Regions from separate parts of the Anser cygnoides genome. Here region 2 is linked to region 1. A link is a contact called in public Hi-C data. All regions are on one chromosome and are shown on one strand. The core of a region is the stretch at or near the end of the contact, and the rest is flanking DNA. Distances in the headings are between cores, read along the strand shown.

Region 1 (7,274 bases), core at 2,813-5,312:
TCCCTGCAAACCAGGTGAGACACGTTAAACTCAATCCCCCAGCAAAGCACAAGAGAGGCAGCAACCTCCCCTAGGGTTATTCAAGCCAGATCCAGCCCAGGTGCCCCCAGCTCTCTTCCCCGGATCTGTTTAACTGCTGGAGCACTCTGTTAAGGTTTGCTCCATATGCAGAGATGGACAAGACCAAATGCAGTGTTATGGCTTGGAAGTTAACAGGTCTCTAATAAGCATTTAACGTCCTGCTCTGAAGCACGGAAAGCACAGCACGGTGTGTCTGACTGTGCAATGCTTTATTTTATCCGAGGAGCCTCCTAAAGGGGGGACAAACGCAGTGTCGCTGCCTGTCCTTGGCGTGGGAATGCGGCTCTCCAGCTCCAGCAAATCAAATAAATCATGTGCGTTTCACTTCATAAGCAAACATCATCAGCCTGTTAAATGCTGCTGGGAGGAAAAAAAAAAACACAAAGCAGTGGATTTGAATCTGCAGCACTTAAAGAAATGCCTCGTCATTTTGAGTTTTTGCTGGTTTGCATGTGCAGGGCCTGCCCTAGGAGTGGGGGCTCACCTTCTGGAGGCATTTGGGTTCTCAAAGAGGGGTCTGAGGGGGTCTGCCAGGAATGGAGGAGCCTGCTGGCTGGGCTAGGGATGGGCATTCATATACTCAGACTTCGTATTTATTCTTTAATCTGAAATAAAAGACAACCAGGGAGGGAAATTGTTATTTTATTTTATCTTTCCCCTGAGGTGCAGGAGGACATGAAACGGTTGGGGATTACAGCAGGTTTTGCTTTTCTCCCGTCAGATAATTTTGGGTTATGGACAAGGCAAACTGAAACTGCTCAAAAACATTAGCTGTGATTTCCAAATCCTGGTCCTGACTACAAGTTCCCACCTGAATGTCGTCCGAGGCCTCATCCCCCCCAGAACAACTCCACACCTACCTCCTGCTGATGCCCACAAGCACCTACATCCCTTGGCCCCAAATATCTCAGGCACGTGCAGAAGGAACAGTCTGAGAGTGCGGGGCTGGGGGCAGATGCTGTTCCTTCCCTGACCTGTGATGCAGGAACGCCGTGTGTCTCTCTCGGTCAAAGCCAGCTGGGTGGTGGGATTGCAAGTGGCTTGGATGAGGGCAGGCAGACCCCAAATCACCCCCTCATACACCTGCCTTCGTTTGGATCCCAGGTTAAAAGGTATTTGTGTTACCCGAGGGCAGGGAGAATGAGAGCCCCCAAGGAGTTTCCCGAGACAATGTGGGACCTCCAAGCATCCCTGTGCCAAGCAGATGCAGAAGCCAATGACCTGCAAAATTGATCCTAACCCCTCTCACCTTGATGATCCAAGTCCTTTGCTAGGAAAATACAAAGCTGAGGTGGAGCACAGCATCAGGCAGCCTGGTGGAGCTTGTTAAATTAATAGGGCATTAAAGAATTGAGGGGAGGTGGGTGGGTGGTGGGGGGGGAAAGGGAAAGAAAAGGTTCATAACATCACAGAAATATCCTTGCTACCTTCTGGCATCTTCAAGAGACTGGAAATGTGGGACTGCATCCAGCTGTCTTCTCTGGGGCAAAATTCCTTTGGCTTCTGTGGGAGGTTTTACCCAAATAAGGGCTGCAGGATCAGACCTGTTGTCACTGCAATTAACATTTCGATCCACATCTAACGCGGACTGTTACAGGCTGGTTAGGGAGAAATTTAATTTGCTCTAAACAGCTCGATGGGAGAGGAGCATGAAACGTCCCAGTTACGGTAATTTCTTGTGTCAGAGCCTACAGAAGGTGGATTTCCAGCCCCGGGTCTGACAGTCCCAATGCCTGCTGTGGCTCTCAAGCGAAGTGTTTTTGGGGGATCCTGACCTCTGGGGCTGGGTCCCCGCTTGTGCTGTGTGGCAGCAGGAGCCGTTTGCCTCGGCTGGCAGCCCGGCTGGTTGCTGTAGGCTCGATCAAAGCCGTAAAGGCCCACACTTACCTTAGGCTGTTACGGCACCGATGACTCAAATGGCATTTGTGTGATAGAGGCAGGCGGGAGCTTGAAGCTGCCCCGGCGAGGCCTGGGAGGAGCACTGCCCCCAGATGTGCTTTCCCTTATCAGACACAGGCACCGGCTTCAGTGTGTGTGTGTCGGGGGAATGATTTCTACGGGTTTACTGTCGGCGTTTTGTGTGCAGGTAGCCACGAGACCTGTGATTTTTGCCGTGCCAGCCCACTCTTAGACTTTGGCCCTGCTTCTTATGACCAGCCCCAACTTTCGTTTGTGTCCTCACCCGCTTCCTTCCGGGCCTTTTCTCCCAGGAGTTAACGCAACTCAGCCATAAAAACTGACTTGGAGATGAAACTTGGCATTTAAGGTCCCAGCCCGGGAGCAAATGAAGTTACCAGTTATAAACACACTCCGAAATCTGTTTGGACATGCTGAAATTACAGGAGCAGGGGATAAAAAGGATCCAAGATGTTTTATTTTGTTTTAACTTCTGCAGCTCCGTGCGTCAGTTCGCAGCCGCTCGCCTCTGACGTGACAGGGGTCGTTTTGGCGTTTTTCTTGTCCTCGTCGTAATTAATGCTGACGAATTGCGGTGCTCTCGCTCGGGGGGGCCTGCTGGGCACCCCTCGTCAAGCAGCCCTCCTGGGAGGAAAGGCAGGGCTGTCCCCGGGCAGCTGTTTGTAGAATGGGCTGGAGTTGGGAGAAATTGTGTGTTTGGGCCTTTCTTGGGCCTTCCCGCTGTGGATCTAGGTACTACGGTAGTAGGTATGAGGGAAACTGATAAGTGCATGCGGGTGATAGACTGGGACATGGCACCGAGCGCGAGATAAGAGGCTGTTGTTATAGGAGGAGGTGCTAGAGCGCTAATATTTATGGCCTGGGAAGCGTTGCCAATTAAAGGATGAATCGGGGTGGGTAGGAGGCTCGGAAGCGCTCCATGGCTAGAGATAATGCTTGGTGGCAGCAGCGTGACCGCATGTTGCAGTGACTTCTTGTGCCAAACCAGCACCCTGCGGGGAGCCTGGCCCCATGGGACAGCGGGGGCACCCCGAGACCCCCAGCTGAGACCCCGACCCCGCTGGCCCCGGTGTCACTGAGGTGTCCTGTGTGACCTTGGTGCTCCCACTATGGGTGCTGTGGCCATCAAGAGCGAGGGGCCCTACGGTGTCTGCGATGCTTCATATGTCAGAGGGGCGCTTGGGCCCACGGAGTCACTAATGTGCCACCTTGAAAGGCCCAGGACTGTTTAGGGAGGCTGGAGGCAGGGGGTGGCCAGGGCCCCTTGCCCAGTGACTGTGCAGTGCCCCCCTGCCAGGACCCCTGAGATCACCCAGCAGCACCCGAAGGCACAGCCCTCCTTCTTATTTAAGTTTTCCTTTTCCCACATCACTTTTTAAATTTATTTCCTTTTTTTCCCCACATCACCAGTTTTTAATATTTTTTCCCACATCACTTTTAAATTTTTTTCATTTTTCCTACACCACTTTCTTTTAATCTTTTCCATGTCACTTTTTAAACTTTTTCCCCTTTCTCTCATTTTTAAGTTTTCCTATTCCCCACATCACTTTTTTCTTTTTCCCTTTTATTATATACATCCCTTTTAATTTTCCCTTTTTAAAGCATCACTTTTCCCCCTCTTCCTCTACATCCCCTTTTATTTTTTCTTCTTTCCCATCACTTTTTATTCTTTTTTCCTTCCAAATCTCTTTAATTTTTTTCACATCACTTTTTTTCCTTTTCCTCCTGTGTTCCTTTTTCTTTTTATCCCATCTTTTTTCCTTTCCCCCACTTCTATTTTTCCTTCCCCCATCCCGTTTTCCTTTTCTCCTTTCCCTACCACTTCGCATTATTTCCTTTCCCCCCGCATCCATTTTTTCTTTGAATTTTTCCCCACCGCTTCTCATTTTCTCCTTTCCCCCCATCGCCCCTCACCCCCCCCAAACCCCCTTTTCTCCTTTAATTTCCCCTCTCCCCCCCATCTCCCCTCCCACCGCTTCATTTTCCCGTCCCTCGCCCCCGACCCCCCCGGCGCGGGGCGGCGCTGCGCTGCGCGGGGCGGGCGCTGCGGGGCGGTCGCGGCGCTCGCTCCCCCCTGCGCGGGCCCCGGCGCGGAGCCGAGCCGTGCCGAGCCGTTCCGTGCCGTGCCGAGCCGTGCCGAGCCGCGCCGAGCCGTGCCGCGGAGTTACATTGTTGGGACTTTGCACCAAACTCGCGCCGCCGCCGCCGCCTCGGCTGCGCGCCCCGCCGCCGGTGCGGGGCTGAGCCTTCCTCCTCCTCCCTCTCCTCCTCCTTCCTCGGGTGGTTTTTTTTTCTTTTTTTTCCTCTCTTTTTTTTTTCCCCTCTCCCCTCCCTCCCTTCCCCCTTTCGCTTTGATTTCGCTCCCCGCCCCTGCGCTGTGTGTTTTCCACCAAGCCCCTTGGCATGAGTTAGGCACCAGCGATGGACACCAAACACTTCCTGCCGCTGGGTGAGTTTGGGGCCGAAAAGCTCCTCCGTTCCTACCGCGGGGCGGGGGGGGGGGGAGGACTTAAAAAAAAAAAAAAAATTAAAAAAATAAAAATATGAAAAAGAAGAGAGCGAGCTGCCCCCCTCCTCCGCTTCCCCTCCGGTGTCAGCTGCGGGGCATCGGCGGGGCTGCGCGCTCGCCTCCGCGGCGTGCTTGCTGCTCGTTTGTTTTGTTCTCATCCTTATTTAATTATTTTTTTATTATTTTTTTTAAAATCTTTTTTTTTTCGGGTGAGGCGCAGCCGGGGGGCGGCGGGCCCGGGGCTGGCCGAGGGGGCTCCGGGCGCAAGCGGCATTTTCAAACGGGGCAGCCCCCTCCCCACCGCCCCGGGCTGCTGCTGCGGGGGGGGGGGGGGGGGGGGGGGGGGGGGGCTGGCAGCTCGCTGCCTTGGCTTTTTTATTTATTTTTTTTGCCCGTTTCCCCTCGATTTTCTCTTTATTATCCCCTCCCAAGCCCCCCTTTTCTCCGCGGGGTGCGCAGCCGAGCTGGGGGCAGCACCAGCAGGGTCCCGCATCGCCCCTCGCCGCTGGCGCGCTTGGGACCCTGCACGTTTTTCTTTATTTTTTTCCCCTTTTTCTACCCTTTTTATTTTTTCTTTTTTAAGTTAACGTTTTGAACCCCGTCTCCAGCCGGAGTTTGCCATCGTTTGGGTGACTTGAGTCAAGTCGTGGCTTGCAGGGGCGAATGCCTCCCCGCGCCTGGCTTTTTGGGAGAAGTGAGATTGCAGAGCTCGCTGCTCGGGGAGGGGGAAGAAGAAAGTTTTAGCGAAGTTGCCTGGCGCCAAGCCCTTGGCGAGGAGGAAGAGGGGCCGATCCTGCCCCCTCTGCCACTGCTCAGCCCGAGACCCCCAGCCACCGTCCTGACACCCCCCTGGCCCGTGCCGGGGCTCCTCCGGGCTTTAAATCTGTGCACGAGCTTTGTTAGTGTGTGGTGGTTGTTTTGGGTTGTTGTTGTTTTTTTTTCCTTCCCTCTGAAGAATTGCAGTTTTAGTTGTTCCTTTCTAAGCGCAGCAGAAACACATGGAGCCGGGGGCTGGCCCCTGCCCTCCTGGCACGTCGGGGGCTTCAGCAGGGAGAGCCCAGCTCCGCAGGCTGGTGGGGAGCCGTGTGTCACCCCCCCCCCCCCCCCCCCCCCAGAATGGGGCTATAGGGAGACCCTCACCAGTCTGGCTGTGAGATGGGGAAACGGAGCTGCGTTGACTTATCCAAAGTTGTTGTTTGGGCTCGAAGCATCTCACCTGCAGTCCTGCTGTTAGGGTCAGACGGGTTTGGGCTGGGTCAAACGCAGGTGCCTGGAATGATCCCAAACGCACCCCCCTGAGCAGAAATCACCTGCCCGTGGCCACGCTTGGGGGTGGCTGCCTTAACTATTTACACCTCTTTCCAATCTCCGGTGGAAGAGAGAGCCCCCAGCCTGTGCTGGTGGGGGCAGGATGAGGCCCTGCCTATCTGCTCGCCTTTTCTTCTGCACCTGAGCGCTGGTGCGCTGCGGATGCTGGCTCTTGTGCTGTGCTCTTAGTCATGCTGGCTTTGCCGGGGGAGGCGAGGGGGAGCGTGTGTCACCTTGCTGCCGTCTCGGGGAGGGATCCTCGCGCCGGTGCGGGTGAAAACCCGGCGATTTGTCCGCTCGCCTAGCGGCGTGCGCCCGGTGGGGAGAGGGGAGGCAGCCGAGCGCACCGAGCTGCCGGGGGGGGAGCACCCAGGCAGCTGCCCCAGGACAGCTGGGGGTGCTTGGCTTTGCGTTGCCGGCTTGGGAGAGAATTCAGCAGCTCGTGGGAGCTGATTGAAGTGTGTGCAACGGGGGCCTGTGTCTGCTGTGCGTTTGTGCTGCTGCGGGAACGACGCGCAAACTTTATCCGCTGGCCTTCGGTCACGCGTTGCTTATAAAAAAAAAAAAATCGGCTTTGGTTTACAGCCGGGGGATCCTGCAGGTTTGGGAGGGGAGGACTTTGGTGCTGCTTCGAGCATGGGAGGCAGCAAAGGCCTGGCAGCAGGCAGGCAGCTTGTGAGGGTGCCTGGAGCTGGCGGGGCCCCGCTGCCTGCAGGGGGGTGGCTCTGACCCCGCTCGTGGCTCCGCAGGGCACCGGTGGTTTTTCCAACCCTGTTGGGACTGTGGGTGGCTGGAGCTGGCGTGTGCAAGACAAGGGACGGAGAGGGGAATCTCCGGGCTCGTGCTGTTGGTGTGTTCCTGCACGTTGGCACAGGCCTGAGATGGGGAACTGGAGCAAAACGGTGCTGCCCCATCAAAATCTCAGCTCAGTTTGGCCTAAAAAGGATAACCGCGTGGAGGATCCCGGCCAAGCCCTGCCCTTGGTTAGACTCAGATAACCCCGCTGATGTCATGGGTGGAAACGTGGCCAGCGCCGGGCACTTTTAATAGTAGTATCTCATTTTCCTGCTGGTCTCGGGAGCGGGTGGCAGATGCCAGGCAGAGGCTCCGGCGGGGACGGCGTGTCCCCGGGCACCTCCTGCGCTGGGAGCCGTCGCCCTGTGGCTCTGCGTTCCGTGGTCTGCACAATCCCACTATTGCTCCCTTCTCCTCTGTGCCTGTTCCCAAGAAGAGGGGGGTCCTGTGATGGGCAGGGGGAACCCTCCCTGGCTCAGCTTCCTTCCTTCACCCTGCTGTGGCCGGGGGGAGCCTGGGTGCTGTGCAAAACCCAGGGCGAATCGGGGGTGCCGGGGCCGAGACCTCGGTGCGATCCCCCATCCTGCTCCTTCTAGCTGCAGGAATTTATGGCAGGTGAGCAAATCCGTAGGGTGGAAAGAACAGGAACGGTGCAGAAAGCACC
Region 2 (7,274 bases), core at 1,427-3,926, 34 kb before region 1:
CCGCTGTGGTTCCAGCTCCCTGCCTCCTATCTGCGTGCCTGCCCCGCTGCCAACCTGCCCGACGCTAGCAAACAGTGCGAGGGAGGATCAGGAGAAGGAGGGGACAAGACGTGGGGGATGGAGAGGGACCGGGGAGAAACGAGATAACATGTGGATTGATCTGTCCAAAGGTTAAGAAGCTGAACTTATTTAACTCCTGTTAGCTTATTTATTGTCCCTGAGTTATATTTGTGACTGCGACTGAGCAGATTAGCGCGGGATTGCTGGGTAGATTTAGAAAGCCTCTGTGTTTTTCTAGCTTCATACGCGTGCGTGCATGTGGCTGTGTGCGTGTGCCTGTGTGCGTTTTCCGCACCAAGCATTCCCCCTCCCCGCTCCCATTAAGGATGAATGTAAGCACTCATCTATACATTTAGGGGCAGAGAAGGGAAAAAAAAAATTTCCTTGCTCATCAGATCAGAAGCTAAATTTATGCAGGGTACAACATATGCTCTTTATTATACCATGAAAGCGGTGGGTAATAATTCCTCTGTCCTCAGAAACAGGGACACTTTACTGCAGTAAAAAAAAATATATATATATAAAAAAAAACCCTCCCACTGGTGGTAAACATATGCGTCATGCACGACTGCTAGAAGCTGGAGCTGGTAAGCACTGGCTGCGGATGAGTAATGTTTGTTACGGCCCTGCTGCCTACCGGGCACTCGGGAGCAGAAGCTTTGGGGAGCAGGAGCAGCCCTGCAGGAGGGACCTGGTGGTGGCAGGGGGCACAGCACAGACCAAAGGTCCTATCCAAGGCCACCTGTAGGTTCCCAGGGTGGCCTCGCCAGGCTCCCCATCTTCCCCAAAGCCTCAGTGTCCATACAGGGTGGTTTGAGGTAGCCTCAGGGCCGATCTCGGAGCCATTCTCGCAGACCCCTTGGTTGCAGGGAAAGCAGAGCCCGGGCTGGGTCTCGCTGCAGAAATGGAGCGAGCAGGCTGGGTGTCACGGATCGGGAGCGAGGTGCATTGCTCAGACGGTGTGGTGATCTTCTATTGCATCAGTTTCTTTCTCTGTCTCTGTAAAACAGCCACAAAAAAACAATGAGTAATTTCTCTGCGGAATACGCATCTTGAAAAAGCCAGGCCCAGGGATTTGGTGCTCGTGGACTCTCCCAGCATGTCATTTTTTCTCCCTTTGATTTCGAGAGTGCTTCTGGCTTGCAAACCCAACTGGGAAAGGATCTAAATGGGGAGAGACCAGGGCAGGAGAGGCTGTTGGTGGTGGGTCTGTGCACGGTGGGTCTGGTTTTGGAGCTCGACAACCATCCGTGTGTACAGGGAAAATGTAAATCTCCTCCCGGCAGTGCCGGCCAGCATAAAGGGAGCGGTGTGAGGGGATGCCACGCAGCTGAATTTCAGCTTGATGCAAAGTCCGAACCGCAGCGTTGGAGCCCATCGCTTTGCCTCCTCCTAACGCGGTGCCACCAGCTTTACTGCAAACACGGAGGGACAGCCACTTTTTATGTACAAAAAAAAGTCACTGGCTGCTTATTTTATTTATTGAGGAGACAGATAATTGACAGGTGGCTGTCTAGAAGAGATGAAGCCCTCCAGCAAAACACTGCGGCTCCAGCAAGGATGCGAACGACAGAGAAATGGCTCCAGAGGTGATAGACTTGTTACTTTTAACACTGCCAGATATATAAGAGAACAGGGTTGAATCGCAGTTCAGAACAATCATACCTAACTGCTGAACTAAATAAAACTGATGATTTCATACCCGTGTCTACAGCAGCCTTAGACTGAGCTTGAATTAATGAGCGTGTTGTTGCCTCCCGCAGGGTTCTGTACGCCCAAGGACTTCAGGTTCTGATTTTAGGGCTTCAATGCATCGCCCAGAAGGAAGCCAGGGATCAGGAATGGGCGTAGGTGGGTCAAAATTGTTCTGCCCTCTGAGCCTGAGCAGCTTAGGGTGATATTTGCCCCCCAGCAAAATAAACTTTGCCAGGGGGCAAGCAGGGAACAGGACAGCTTTACTGGGACTTCTGGGCTGGGCTGGCTGGGTCCCTTGGTACCCCACAGGTTGCAAATATCCGTCTTTCCTTGCTTTTCTACTTTCGTTTTGGTAATTTTTTTTTCTTTTTCTTTTTTTTTTCTTTTGTTTTTCTTTATTATTATTATTTTTTGTTTTGTACTGGCCTGCCTGGGACTTTGAAGCCTACAAATCTCTTCATGGCCTGGACCTCGTGCCTCTCAATGGATCCGTGCCTATTTTGAGGATATACAGCATTATCTGCTGCTGACTACTCTAAACAAAAACAGAAGCTTAAACATTAACCCCTGCACATCACACCACCCCAACATATTGCTGCCTGAGAACTGACTTCTCATAGGACAGATTTCGCTGTGTTTCTTAATCAATGGAGAACTTTTTTTTTTTATAATTTTTTTTTTACTGTTTACTAGAGTTTTCTCCCCCGCAGGGCAGAGCAACGTTTATGATGTAAAATCACAGGGGCTCTCTCCCCGCAGTGCTGCACGCGGCGGTGATTCAGGGCCGTGCCGGGACCAAGCGGAGCCTGTTAGCCGGATCCCTGCGCTCTCCCACCTCCGCCCGGCTCCGCAGCAAATCAAAGTGCAACAAATGGCCCTGCTTCATTCCTTCGAGGAGCCCTGGGCCTTGTACGTTATCTCGAGGGCAGGGTATATGCTACAATAAAAGGAGGCTTTATTGCCAACTGCAACGGAGCGAAGGATTCAACCGCGTATCGCCTTGTGGGTTCGTCGTAAACTCCCTTTTATGGCCCTTCCAGTTTATGGCTAATGGAGATTTACAGTGGGCAGAAGGGGCCGTGTGCGCTAATTAATGCGGTTATTAGCCTGGGAGGGTTCGGCGCAGGGAGCAGCGCTGCCGCCAGCCTTGCTGCTCGCCCTTCGCCACCCGGCCCTGCCAGGGAAGAGGGCGGCGGGCGCTTGGCTGACCCGTGGCTGGCCGGGTGCCGCGGGGCCAAAGTCCTGCCCTGCTCGCTGGGACCCGCGGTGGGACAAGGCAGCTCGCTGCAGGGCGGCTTCATCCACCGAGGGAGCTAAGGGAGGTCGTGTCTGCTCCAGCTGTGTGCATCCCCAAAGCCACCAACGTTTTCTTCAAGTGGGAGGGAGGTGGAAGGGAAGGGGAAGGAGGTGGGTGAGTTTCAACCGTGATTTTCCAAGCAGAAATCAGCAGCCTTCCCCGCGCTCCCCATCTAGAGGAACCCATTTTGGCGTGCTCAGCCTGCAGCCACAAGGCCAGGCAGGAGAGGCACACACAGAGCAGTAGGTATGGCAGTGGGGCTGTGCCAAAAATACCCCATCCCTCCTGCTCGGGTGCTTTCTGCTGAGCTGAGGCCGTTCGTTAAAAGTCATCGCTGCTCGGCATCCGTCTCCAGACCCTGGACTACTCCCGAGCCCAGCTCCAGGCCTCGCACCCCTGCAGACGCTGGATGTGGCCCTGTTAATATCAGCCTGGTTCCCATCACACGCCGCCCTGCTGGAACACAACCTCAAACGAGGCAGATTTCGTGTGGCTGCAGCTTTTCGCTACGAACGTTTCATGCCGCCCTGCTTGGCAATTAAAAGGCGAGGAGCCGGGGTGAGAACAGTCCTGCTAATGATTTGCAGTCAGCTCCTTTGAGCCAAGTTGTCTTTGCAAAGCCAAAATTATATCGTATCGTTCTCCAGAAGCTACCACAGAAGTTAAATATTAAGTGGCTTAAGTTGCTGGAAACTTCCGTGGCTCCGACTGATCACAGGTCAAGGATATCGTCACCGGGACCGTCCTTGATCACAAGCAATAGCCAAGCCCATGGAGAGACTAACAGCAAAGCAGGACCATAAATCCAGCCCATAATCTCCAGGCTGGCCCAGTCCAGGCTTCACAGAAGCAGTGGAGAAGCTGCCAGAGGTGCCCATAAATCCGGGGGGGGACTTTTGGGGATGATGCTGGAGAGCCACCCCTTGGTTTTCAGCGCCTCACCCAGCCACGCAGGCAGTGCCTGCCCTGCCCCAGCGCGGGCAGGATATTTTGTGATTGTCTGCCCTGATTTCACCCCAGGAATTTCCCGCAAAAGGAAAAGGGCCACAGGCTAGGAGCTACAAGGGGGGGAAGCCGCCAGGAACTGGGCACCAGCCTGCCTTTGTGGGGCTGAGCAAGGGCAGGGAGCTGCCGGCGGTTCAGCGGCGAGGTTTGTGACGGAGCAGAGGGCAGGCTGGGCTTGTCGGGATGGAGCGAAAAGCTACAGGCTCCTTCTCACCACTATTATTAATATTCGAGTTAATTAACTTCACTGAGGGCTGGAGGAAATTGAATCTCAAGAACAACCTAAGCCCTGCTTTAGATTTTAAGCCATTTGGAGCTTTGATTCGAAGCTTGTGCTTTTATTATTATTATTTTTAAATCTCTCGATTTTTTTTTATGCAAACACCTGGCCCACTTTAGGGGCGATATAACAGTAATAAATGATTCTTTTTAATTGGCCGTCAGCTGACGGGGAGCAGCAGGCTCCCAGCTCAGCAGAGCACACTGGGGGGGATTTGGTATCGGGGCTGGAGGTGCTGGGGGGGCGCCCACCAGCATCCCAGCGTGGGGGCTCCTGGCAGGTCAACACAGGGTGGCTGAGCAGGGCAGGAGAGCTTTTGTGAGGTTAAACAAAAAATAATAATAAAAAAAGGAAGCTTTTACAAGCCAGGGCTTAAGGACGTGCACTCCCTTTTTGCCCGTTTATTAAGTAATAATGAAACACTTTTGTCAAAGCTTAGGCACCAAATTTCTGACACCAGATGAGCTCTAAAGCTAATCAGGGCCTGGAAAAATGGGAATATAATTAAGGCTGCTGACAGCCCTGTGGCATTAACCTCGCAGCTCTCAGGTGCCACGCTGAACCACAGCTGCAAGAGATACTGTATTACGGGTAGTTGGTTTCAGCTGTGGAAATGAATTTGGCTTTTAATGGCTCTGTAATGTCCTCAGAGCTGAGGCACTGATGGTCTGTGCTGGAGCAGCCTGGCTGTGTCCTTTGCTTCTCCGTGGTAAGCGAGGGAGGCTCTCTGCATTCAGAAAAAATGAGGTTTTTGTGGGTGAGGGTTCAGGCTGGGGCAGTTCTGCCGTGTCCCCTCCTCCCCTGTGATTAATTATTATCATCATTAGGAGCGTGGGTGTCTGCTTTGCCCCAGCACCTGGGATTCCTGCCTGTACCCTGCCGTGTCTCTAATCCTCTGATGTAAGCCCTGTGAGCTGTGGGGCTGGTATCCAAGCCACCTACCTGCTCTGTGACTCAGTGTCCCATCACAGAGCAGAGGCAGGAACGGGGGGCGGTTTGGGGGGGGTTGCTCTGAGGCTCACCAATATGTCGAGCCCATCCCTTTTCTTAGGGTTATGTTGCTGTTTGCACAGCTCTGTCCCATTGTGAGGTGGCAATGCTGTGGCCTCACCGCCATGAGGACCCATCGCCCTGTTTGTCTCCTGCCCTGAAGGCAGCTCCTGTATGGGGGCACCCCAAGACCCTGGAGAGCCCCCGGTGCTGTGGGGCTGCACCCCGCTGGCTTGCAGGCACAGCCCCCCTCTGCTCTGCCCCAGCACTGTGGGATTCCTACTGGTGGGAAACTGGGGGAGCACCAGTCCTGGTGGTGGTGCAATGTTTCTTGCGAATTTTTTGTTTGTTTGTTTTAATGGTTATATAAATTTTCTCCTTTTGGGGACTTTACTGCTTAGAAGGTGAGGAAGTGGGAGCGGTTGTTCCCACCCCTTCCCAGCACAGGCCCCTCCACGTTCTGATTAAAGCCTGCGAGGCGAGTTGGTGGGACATCAGCATCATCTATTGCAGCCTGGGAGCACCTGGGCTGCTGCCAAGATAAAGACAGCAGCAGCCCTCGGCTGGATCTTCTTATCTGGGGAATCTCAGGGCATGTTTCAGCCGTTTCGCAAGGCAGGTTTCGCAGACAGGTACCCTGGGACACGGAAAGGGTAAAGGAAGGCAGCCGCATCACGGCCAGGAATAGCACCAGGGCATCCCATGACCCAGGCATCTCCTGCAAAAAAAAAATATAAAATGAGACAACATTTCCAGCGACGGGCGCTGAGCAGCCTTGGGAAAGCACAGAGAGGACCCCTGTCAGTGCCGCCACTTAAGGTGATCGACGTGCTCTGGGTGTTGCTCGCGAGCACGCCACGCTCTTCTCTGAGCACGGGCTCTCAGATCTCTCTTGATGCAAAAAGCACCTATTAAGAGCTAACGAGCAGCGTGACACCCAACCTGATCCAGCCCCGACGTTATTTGTCACTCACCTTCGGCTGTCACTGCGGTGGCATCTGCTGCCCCCGACCTCCTCGCTGCGTCTCACACCTTCCCTGCAGCCTTCTCGGTTTCTCGGGTGCAAAACTCAAGCCTTGGACGAGAGCAAAAGCAGTCAGTTGTGTTCTCGCCCTGTCTGCTCTGAAAGCCCCGGAGCATGCCTGGTGTGACCAGGGCCGTAGGACCGGGGGAGTTCATGAGAAATTAAAAACAAAAGCGCCTTTATCCATATGGGACCTCGTGAGTGCTCACATACCCTAGCGATTCCAAGCGCTCCGTGTATGGTTCTTACTTGGTTTTAACTCAATTTCTTTGAGATGCAAATCAGAGGGATTATATTCAGAGGCTGCATCAGAAAGTCTTTAATCCAAATGGGCTATAAGATTTATTTAGAAGAGCCAAATGTCTTGTCTGGGACAGAAGCAACTAAGCTGAACTGAAACAGATGGACATAAAGGAAATTAAGCAACTCTAATGGTCTTATCCAGAGTTTCAAAGTATTTGGGCTTCCGAAAGCTCTAGCTCCTGGAAGCACGTGATTAGATGGGAAGCTCAGGTTTCATTTAAAAACAGGCTTTGCAGTTCACTGAGAAAAACAATAATAATGTTTTTATTCCTCCTGTGTACAGAGAGAAGGCCGCCTTCCAAGTTCTGACTCTTCAGCTAGGCTTACAACGTCAAATGGAAATATATTGCGGAGGGTTTATGAATCCCTCATTTTTATAACAGTGTCATTATTTCAGCAGGCCGGATTCGGGATTTTGGGAAACCCGATGCTAGCAGTACGGCTCACAGACAGTTGGGTTACTAACACAGGAGAGAACTTCCTCGGTCTGCTGAGGTTTGTTCCCTGCAACACCCTGTTCCTAAAGGGGACACCTTGGGTCTCCTCCGAGCCTGGATTTTAAGGAGGATGCCAGCACTGCAGGGCCAAGGCTGCCTGTGGTTGTGCTGGCAGAAATGCCT

Evidence for each region. A called contact is a pair of places that touch in the nucleus more often than the background predicts.
Region 2: a contact with region 1 is called in a Hi-C map of liver, with 4 times the contacts expected there. The contact joins the enhancer-like site here to the promoter of RXRA in region 1. A contact is called at or near these places in 2 of 7 Hi-C or Micro-C datasets (both in liver).

What each region holds. Positions count from the first base shown.
Region 1 is chr20:4,007,879-4,015,152 of Taihu_goose_T2T_genome, reverse strand. It overlaps RXRA (retinoid X receptor alpha), which reads left to right and starts at 4,062. Exons shown (of 11, transcript XM_066981036.1): 1 at 4,062-4,447. The coding sequence starts at 4,420. It overlaps LOC136786712 (a long non-coding RNA gene), which reads right to left and starts at 3,920. Exons shown (of 2, transcript XR_010826128.1): 1 at 1,969-3,920; 2 at 1-3.
Region 2 is chr20:4,040,468-4,047,741 of Taihu_goose_T2T_genome, reverse strand. No RefSeq gene overlaps it. Among named protein-coding and RNA genes, the nearest start is that of RXRA, 33 kb to the right of the region's middle. Within about 2 kb of position 2,676, at least 2 of the 3 cell types and tissues checked have open chromatin away from gene starts, as enhancers often do. A contact at or near this core is called in liver, where this site is marked.